Regions from separate parts of the Cricetulus griseus genome. Here region 2 is linked to region 1. Evidence: chromatin contacts called from public Micro-C data. All regions are on one chromosome and are shown on one strand. The core of a region is the stretch at or near the end of the contact, and the rest is flanking DNA. Distances in the headings are between cores, read along the strand shown. Region 1 holds the start of Tomm7 (mitochondrial import receptor subunit TOM7 homolog). Region 2 overlaps LOC100758507 (dnaJ homolog subfamily B member 6).

Evidence for each region. Hi-C and Micro-C count contacts between places; a contact is called where the count stands out from the background.
Region 2: a Micro-C map of the CHO-K1 cell line shows a contact between it and region 1, with 5 times the contacts expected there. The contact joins the enhancer-like site here to the promoter of Tomm7 in region 1. A contact is called at or near these places in 4 of 8 Hi-C or Micro-C datasets (the CHO-K1 cell line, fibroblasts and liver).

The regions. Positions count from the first base shown.
Region 1 is chr8:92,667,527-92,670,842 of CriGri-PICRH-1.0, forward strand. It overlaps Tomm7 (mitochondrial import receptor subunit TOM7 homolog), which reads left to right and starts at 1,512. Exons shown (of 3, transcript XM_027429569.2): 1 at 1,512-1,698. The coding sequence starts at 1,596.
Region 2 is chr8:92,889,027-92,892,342 of CriGri-PICRH-1.0, forward strand. LOC100758507 (dnaJ homolog subfamily B member 6) reads right to left here. Exons shown (of 9, transcript XM_035448949.1): 9 at 85-293. The coding sequence ends at 100. Among named protein-coding and RNA genes, the nearest start is that of Il6, 170 kb to the left of the region's middle. Within about 2 kb of position 1,750, at least 2 of the 6 cell types and tissues checked have open chromatin away from gene starts, as enhancers often do. A contact at or near this core is called in the CHO-K1 cell line and fibroblasts, where this site is marked.

The DNA of each region.
Region 1 (3,316 bases), core at 262-2,761:
CATCATCCACATCAGGTTACTCTGACACCAGGGGAATTCTACACCTCTGGCCTGAGTTAGCATCAGGACAAGAGTTCATATTCACACACTCCCATACAGACGGCATGGCATGTACACATTACAGACGTACACGTAGGCAAAACACCCATACACATAAAAAAGAAAGAGCTCTCTTGGAGCTTGAGAAATTAAGAAGTTCTAGACCTGCAATCAAACACTCAAATGTGACTGCCTCAAATACAAACCAATGGCCTCGTCCCCAAATAATCAAGTTTTCTAGGTATAGATCCCCACCAGGAGGAATAGCTTTTAAAGTAGTAATGTCCAGCCAAGAGAGGACAACCACCAACCCTCTGTATTAAGGAAGACAAGATGTGAGCCTGAGGTGAGTCAGACATTATGGATTGTTGCTACTAGAACTTACAGTAGAGGAGGGAGCCCCCTCACACACAGCCAGCAGGAGTCACATCTCACTGACTCCTTTTTGTTTCAGTGTGATCTCTTGGGCCAAAGGTCAGACTTGGTGGTACAGCCTTGCAGATCACTGTGAGTTTGAGGCCAGCCTGGGACTTTACAGAAGGGTTCTAGAAGGGTTACACAGTAAGAACCTGCCACAACAGATAAACCTGGAATTTCATGTGAAATTTCCCAATTTAAAAATGCTGGGAAGTGAAAAAGATCATAGGCCACATGGTGGTAAATGCACACCTTTAACCCAGCACTCTTTAGAGGCAAAAGAAGGTGGATCTCTGAGTTCAAGGCCAGCCTGGTCTATAGAGTTCCAGGATAGCCAAGGCCGTCCCTGCTTCCCTGGTTGCTTGAGGATGCAGTAGGCACGCACTTGGGGGACTTCTTTTGCCTGTTTTTTTTGTTTGTTTGTTTGTTTTTTTGTTCCACAGTTCCAAGCAGAGGAATCCTGTCTTAGGAAACCAACAAACAACAGAGCGTGCGTGCAGAGGCGGAAGGAAACCTAGAGATTGTGCTGTTGGGTGAGGGTTCATCGTTAACCTTTCAGGCAGTCATACCTCTGGCTTTAAGGAACTGAGTCCGGAATGTTAAAGAACTTATCCAAGACAACACAGGCTGGTAAACTGAATCAGAGTGAAGCTCTGCCGTTTGGAATTTAACCGAAACTCCTTCTATCTCAAAGAAAGAACACTGGGAGATGTGCTTTACAAACTGGTAAAAACTGTGGAAGAGAAAACAGGAGTCGTTGCAGGCAAAAGAAAGCCCCGAACGCGCGCCTACGGCGTCCTCCAGCCAGGGAAGCAGGAGATAAACTCAGTGCACGCGGATCTCAGGGGTTCGAGGACGGCTTAATCTAGACAGCGAGACCCTGTCTTTAAAAACAAAAAACCTCCCTCTCTCCCAAGAACAAGCCCAAGCTAACACACGGACGCGACCGGCCACGGGAGCGCAGGTATCACCCAGCGCCGGGCAGCGGGGAAGGCGGCGAGTTACGGCCTCTGCGGGCGACGCCTCGCGACTCCTGCCGTAAAGGCCGCCGCGGCGCATGCGCAGCTCCGCTCCCGTCGGGCTCCGGACGCGCTCGTCGTCGTGGTGGAGACTTGTCCTTCCTCTGGCCCGTCGTCACCATGGTGAAGCTGAGCAAAGAAGCCAAGCAGAGGCTGCAGCAGCTCTTCAAGGGCGGCCAGTTTGCGATCCGCTGGGGCTTTATTCCTCTCGTGATTTACCTGGGTCAGTGCGGGGCCGCGGGGGCCGCGGGCGGGGTCGCCGGGCCGGAGCCAGCTCCGAGTTGTTCCGTTAGCCCTGCGGGTGGTGGTGGAGCAGCCCCAGCCCTCCTCAGTCTGTACCTGAGGTAAAGGCAGGGCCTTTCCAGACTGAGCGCGGGGCCAGGCCACCCCTGGGGAGACGAGAGCGATGCTGTCAGTGGACGGAAGCTGCATCAGGTTAAAACGCCGCTGCCTCACAGCACGGTTATGACAGAAGTCGGAAGCCTAAGCTTTCTTACTTTTATAATGAAGGGGTTTGGTGGGTTTTTTTATTTCCTCCAAAGTTACTGACCCCATTTTTCAGGGAAAGAAACCGAGCCATAAAGTCATACTTGCTTGCCCGAGTGAGTGTCCAGGCGGAGATATTCACCAGTGGTTGCACACTGCTCCTGGTTGAGTAGTTTTTTCATTTTTAATCTTAGTTGCTTCATTCAGTCAAGAATGTCAAAGGAGGGCTGGAGAGATGGCTCAGCGGTTAAGAGCACTGACTGTTCTTCCAGAGGTCCTGAGTTCAATACCCAGCAACCACATGGTGGCTCACAGCCACCTTAAATGAATCTGCATGCAGGCAGAAGACTGTATACATAATAAATAAATAAAATCTTAAAAAGAAAAAAAGAAGGTAAAAGGAAAACAGCATAGGATTTTATCTCCAGCTCTCTGGGCTTGAGTACTTATTTGACATTTCAGGATTTCCATTTCACATGCTAAAGTAGGACCTCACTAGGTGCTACATCCAGTTTGCTTTAGTTGACTTGCCCTACATAGGAACAGGATAATACATTCATCGGCAGAGCCTTTAACTAGGGTAGACATTCTCCAGGCAGATGTACCTGTGAGATGTGTGTGAGCTGTGATAACGTGTATGTTTTGATAGAACTTAGATATTTTTCCTTTAGTATCATTGCTGAGACCCTGCCTCATGTAGCTCAGGCTAGCCTTGAACTCAGAGATCCACCTGCCTCTCTACCTCTCAAGTGCTTGAATTGCAGGCCTGCACCATCACATCCAGCTCTTTCCTCCTCTGTTTTGGAACAAAACCAGATAATGACATTATATAGGTATCCGGGATTAAAGCAAGTAGTTGTGATAGCCTGCTTTTTTTGTTACTTGTTTTGAGACAGCTCTGTCACTAGGTACACTAGGCTGGTCTTTGCAGCAATCCTCCTGCCCCTGCCTCATGACTTGCTGGGATTAAAGGCCCTGCTGATACTTTACTTTTTGTAGGCTGTGTTTATAGAATTCTTTGCAGCCCTCCCCCATTTTTCATAGTCTCTCTGTAGGTGAGGCTGGCTGAACTTGGAACCCTACCGCAGTCTCTGGGGGAGTTGGGATTACAGGTATACTGGGCCCTTCTTTGGGAATTTCTTTCTCTGCCCCACCCATCCCACCTCCCTCCCCAAGATGAGGCCTTACCATGCATCCTAGGCTGGCTTGGCTGTAATCTCAAGATCCTCCTGCCTTCAGCTCATTAATAATGGTTTGCAGGTGGGCACAGCTATGTCTACATTGAGATTCTGTTTTAGCTAGAAGCTGTAGCAACTTGTCAGAATCTTTGGTCTGAGGACTAGATGATGCAGTCT
Region 2 (3,316 bases), core at 500-2,999, 220 kb after region 1:
AATTTGCTGTGACCATGCGTTTCCCAACACCTGGTTGGTTCTAGGACGTAGCCCACTGCAGAGCCTGTGTTTCCTGAGTCTTTCCCATTGGCTCGTGCTCTAGCTGGATGTGACCCATGAGTGAGGCCTGCAGCTGCTGAGTGTTTCTTTCCAGGCCTGCCAAGATGCCAGGCCTCTGCTCAGTGATAGCAGCAGAATGCTGGGGATCACAACCACCCTGGAGCCTTGTATTCGCTGTCCCTGGTTTCCACCTGTCCTTCCACGGTCATTTCCACCTTCTATGGAGCACCTGTCTGATAAAAATACACTGTGAGTGTGCATTATTTAATCTTTCCCAGTAGCCACGTTAAAATACATAAACAGCTGGACATAGCAGCTCATATCTGTAACCACAACATTCAGGAGGCTGAGGCAGGAGGACTACTGTAAGTTCAAGGCCAGCCTGGGCTGTTGTATTAGTCAGGGGTCTCTAGAACAGGGTTTCTGAACCTTCCTAATGCTGTAACCCTGTAATACACTTCCTCGTGTTGTGGTGACCTTCAACCAGAAAATTATTATGTTGCTGCTTCATAACTAATTTTGCTACTGTTATGAATCATAATGTAAATAGCTGACATCTGACCCCTGCGGGGGTTGGGACCCACAGGTTGAGAACTGCTGCTCTAGAGGAACAGAATTTATAGAATATATATATATATATATATATATATATATATATATATGTATGTATACACACATATATATGTACACATATATATATATATATATGAGTGTGTGTGTGTGTGAAATCGCATAAATATGTATAAATCCCATCTGTATAACATTTATAGGACTGGCTTACAGACTGTGGTCCCACTAGTTCAACAATGACTATCTGCCAACAAAAGATCCAAAAGTACAATTGTTTTCAGTCTGTGAGGCTGGATGCGTCGGCCAGAACCCTGAAGAGGCAGGCGCTAATGCCAGTGAGGGGTGGACTTGCAAAACAAAGAGCAAGCAGGCCAAGGAAAAAGTGTCCTTTTGCCATGTCCTTTACACAGGCTGCCACCAGAAACTGTGGCCTGGATTAGAGGGGGAATTATACCTCTTCAAAGATCTGGATTAAAGCTGTATCTTCCTGTCTCAAAAGATTTGGATTAAAAGTGAGTCTTCTCCCTTCAAATGACTTCATTAAGAAAAAACTCCTTCACAGATGTACCCAGCTGCTTGGGTTTTAGTTAATTCCAGATGTAGTCAAGTTGACAGACAAGAATTGCCATCCCAGCTATATAATGAGACCCAGTTTCAAAAAACAAACAAACAAAAAGACAGGAGGAATTAATTTAAAAATTTGTGTTTAATCCTTTAGAGGATCCAGTGGAACCAGTGCAGAGTGATTAAGGGGGTATTTTTACACACTTTATCTATCTCCATTTCTTAAATGCTCTCTCACATTTCAGCTAAGACGCAGTGCAGCTGCAGGGTGACACCTAGCTTCCTGAGACGAGTGTCTACGAACTGACACTGTAGCTCATCCGCATTTGAAGTCCTATAGGAGGCCGACCTGCAACAAATCACTTCATAAAAGGCAAAAGCATCCAGTACATCTGTGTTCATCAAAACAGAGTTCTCTGGAGACCCTTGTTAAAAATAGAACAGCAGCTTCCTAATCTCAGATGTGCCTCATTAAAATGGTGCAAGGGAGAGCATTGCGCAGTTGTCAAAAGCGCCTTGAGCAATTTTCTGCATCTTTGCCAGAGTCCAGAGAGGAAGGTTCTGAATCACCGGATGGAGGATTGACATCCCACGCAGGGCTGTCAGGCTAGATGCCCAGAGCCAGCTCCTTTCCCTGTGCCCACACTTGCAGCATGGTTTACACGGGCATGTATTCTTCACCAGCGATCATTTTAACTTCCAGGATTAGGTTATCACCCAATTTGTAGAATAAGCACAGATTACAACACTTCTTCAGCTTGCTTGCTTGGGTGGGTTTTTTACTTTACAGCAGGCTTGTGTGTAGCGATTTGTGTATAGGTGCTGCCACCTAGTGGCAAAAGACTACTGGCACCTGTGGAAAGGAATATGGCCTCTGCCTGCCGAGAAACCTTGGGCCAATGTAAAAACAATGCGCCAGCTGATGAAGATCCTGGTTAAGTGTGGCTCACGGACCAGCATTAGTAGCACCCCTTGAAACCTGCTAGAAATGTGAATTACTGGGTCCTGCCCTGTCCTCTAAAAGCAGGATAGAAGTCGTAAACCACAGAGACAACCTGAAATAATGGCTCTCGGTCTTTTTTAAAACACACATCCCGTGGCCATCGTAGACAATCTGAAGTGTGTGCAGGGTTCGTGCCCAGGTGACAGAGGAGGGTGTTAGGTGTCCTGCTCTATCATTCTCTGCTTTATCCCCTTACTGAAGCTGGAACCAGCCTGCCAGCCAGAAACCCCACGCTGAGGTTGCAGGTGCGCGTGGCCATGCTCAGGGTTTGGTTTAGTTTTGTTTGTTCCTGCACACACACCCCACAACCCCACCCTGCCCCGCCCTTTGTGTTTGTTTGTCTGCTTGCTTTTGAGACCAGTTTTCTCTGTGTAACAGCCCTGGCTGTCCTGGCACTCGCTCTGGAGACCAGGCTGGCCTCGAACTCAGAGATCCACTGCCTCAGCCTCAGAGTGCTGGCATTAAAGGCGTGCACCACCACCGCCCTGCTTTTTCTTTAAATGTGGGAGCTGCGAGGTTAGAATCCATGTTCTCATGGCTGAACAGATAGGCCCTGTACTATCTCTTGAAACAAAATTTTAAGAGCACACACAGCTAGACTTGGCAACCACGTGAAGCTGGCCATGGTTCCTAGTCCTGACCCTGCCATGAGCCCGGTCACAGTGAATGTGGGGAAGAGCATGGGTACCAGCACAGAGGACAGTGCCTTTCGGTGTCAAATTCACTCTGGTTTAAGAGCCAGGTCCTGCTTTGATGTGCTAGGATTTTAGAACCACTGCCAGCCTATACTGTAGTTTTGTTGTTATTGTTTTGGTTTTCGAGACAGGGTTTTTCTGTGTAGCTCTGGCTGTCCTGGAACTTGCTCTGTAGACCAGGCTGGTCCCAAACTCGAGAGATCCATCTGCCTCTGCCTCCTTAAAGCTGGGATTAAAGGCATGCGCCACCATGACCTGGCTAAGACTTGTGATTTGTTTAACTTTGGTAGCAGGTATTTGATAAGTCACTACTGGTTTTCCTCAGAGAATTTCTTGACTCTTGATTCTTTAGGATCACTGAGCACAGTGACAAGCTGGGAAGTTGGCTCAGTGGGTAAAGCACTTGCTGTGCAAGCATGAGAGC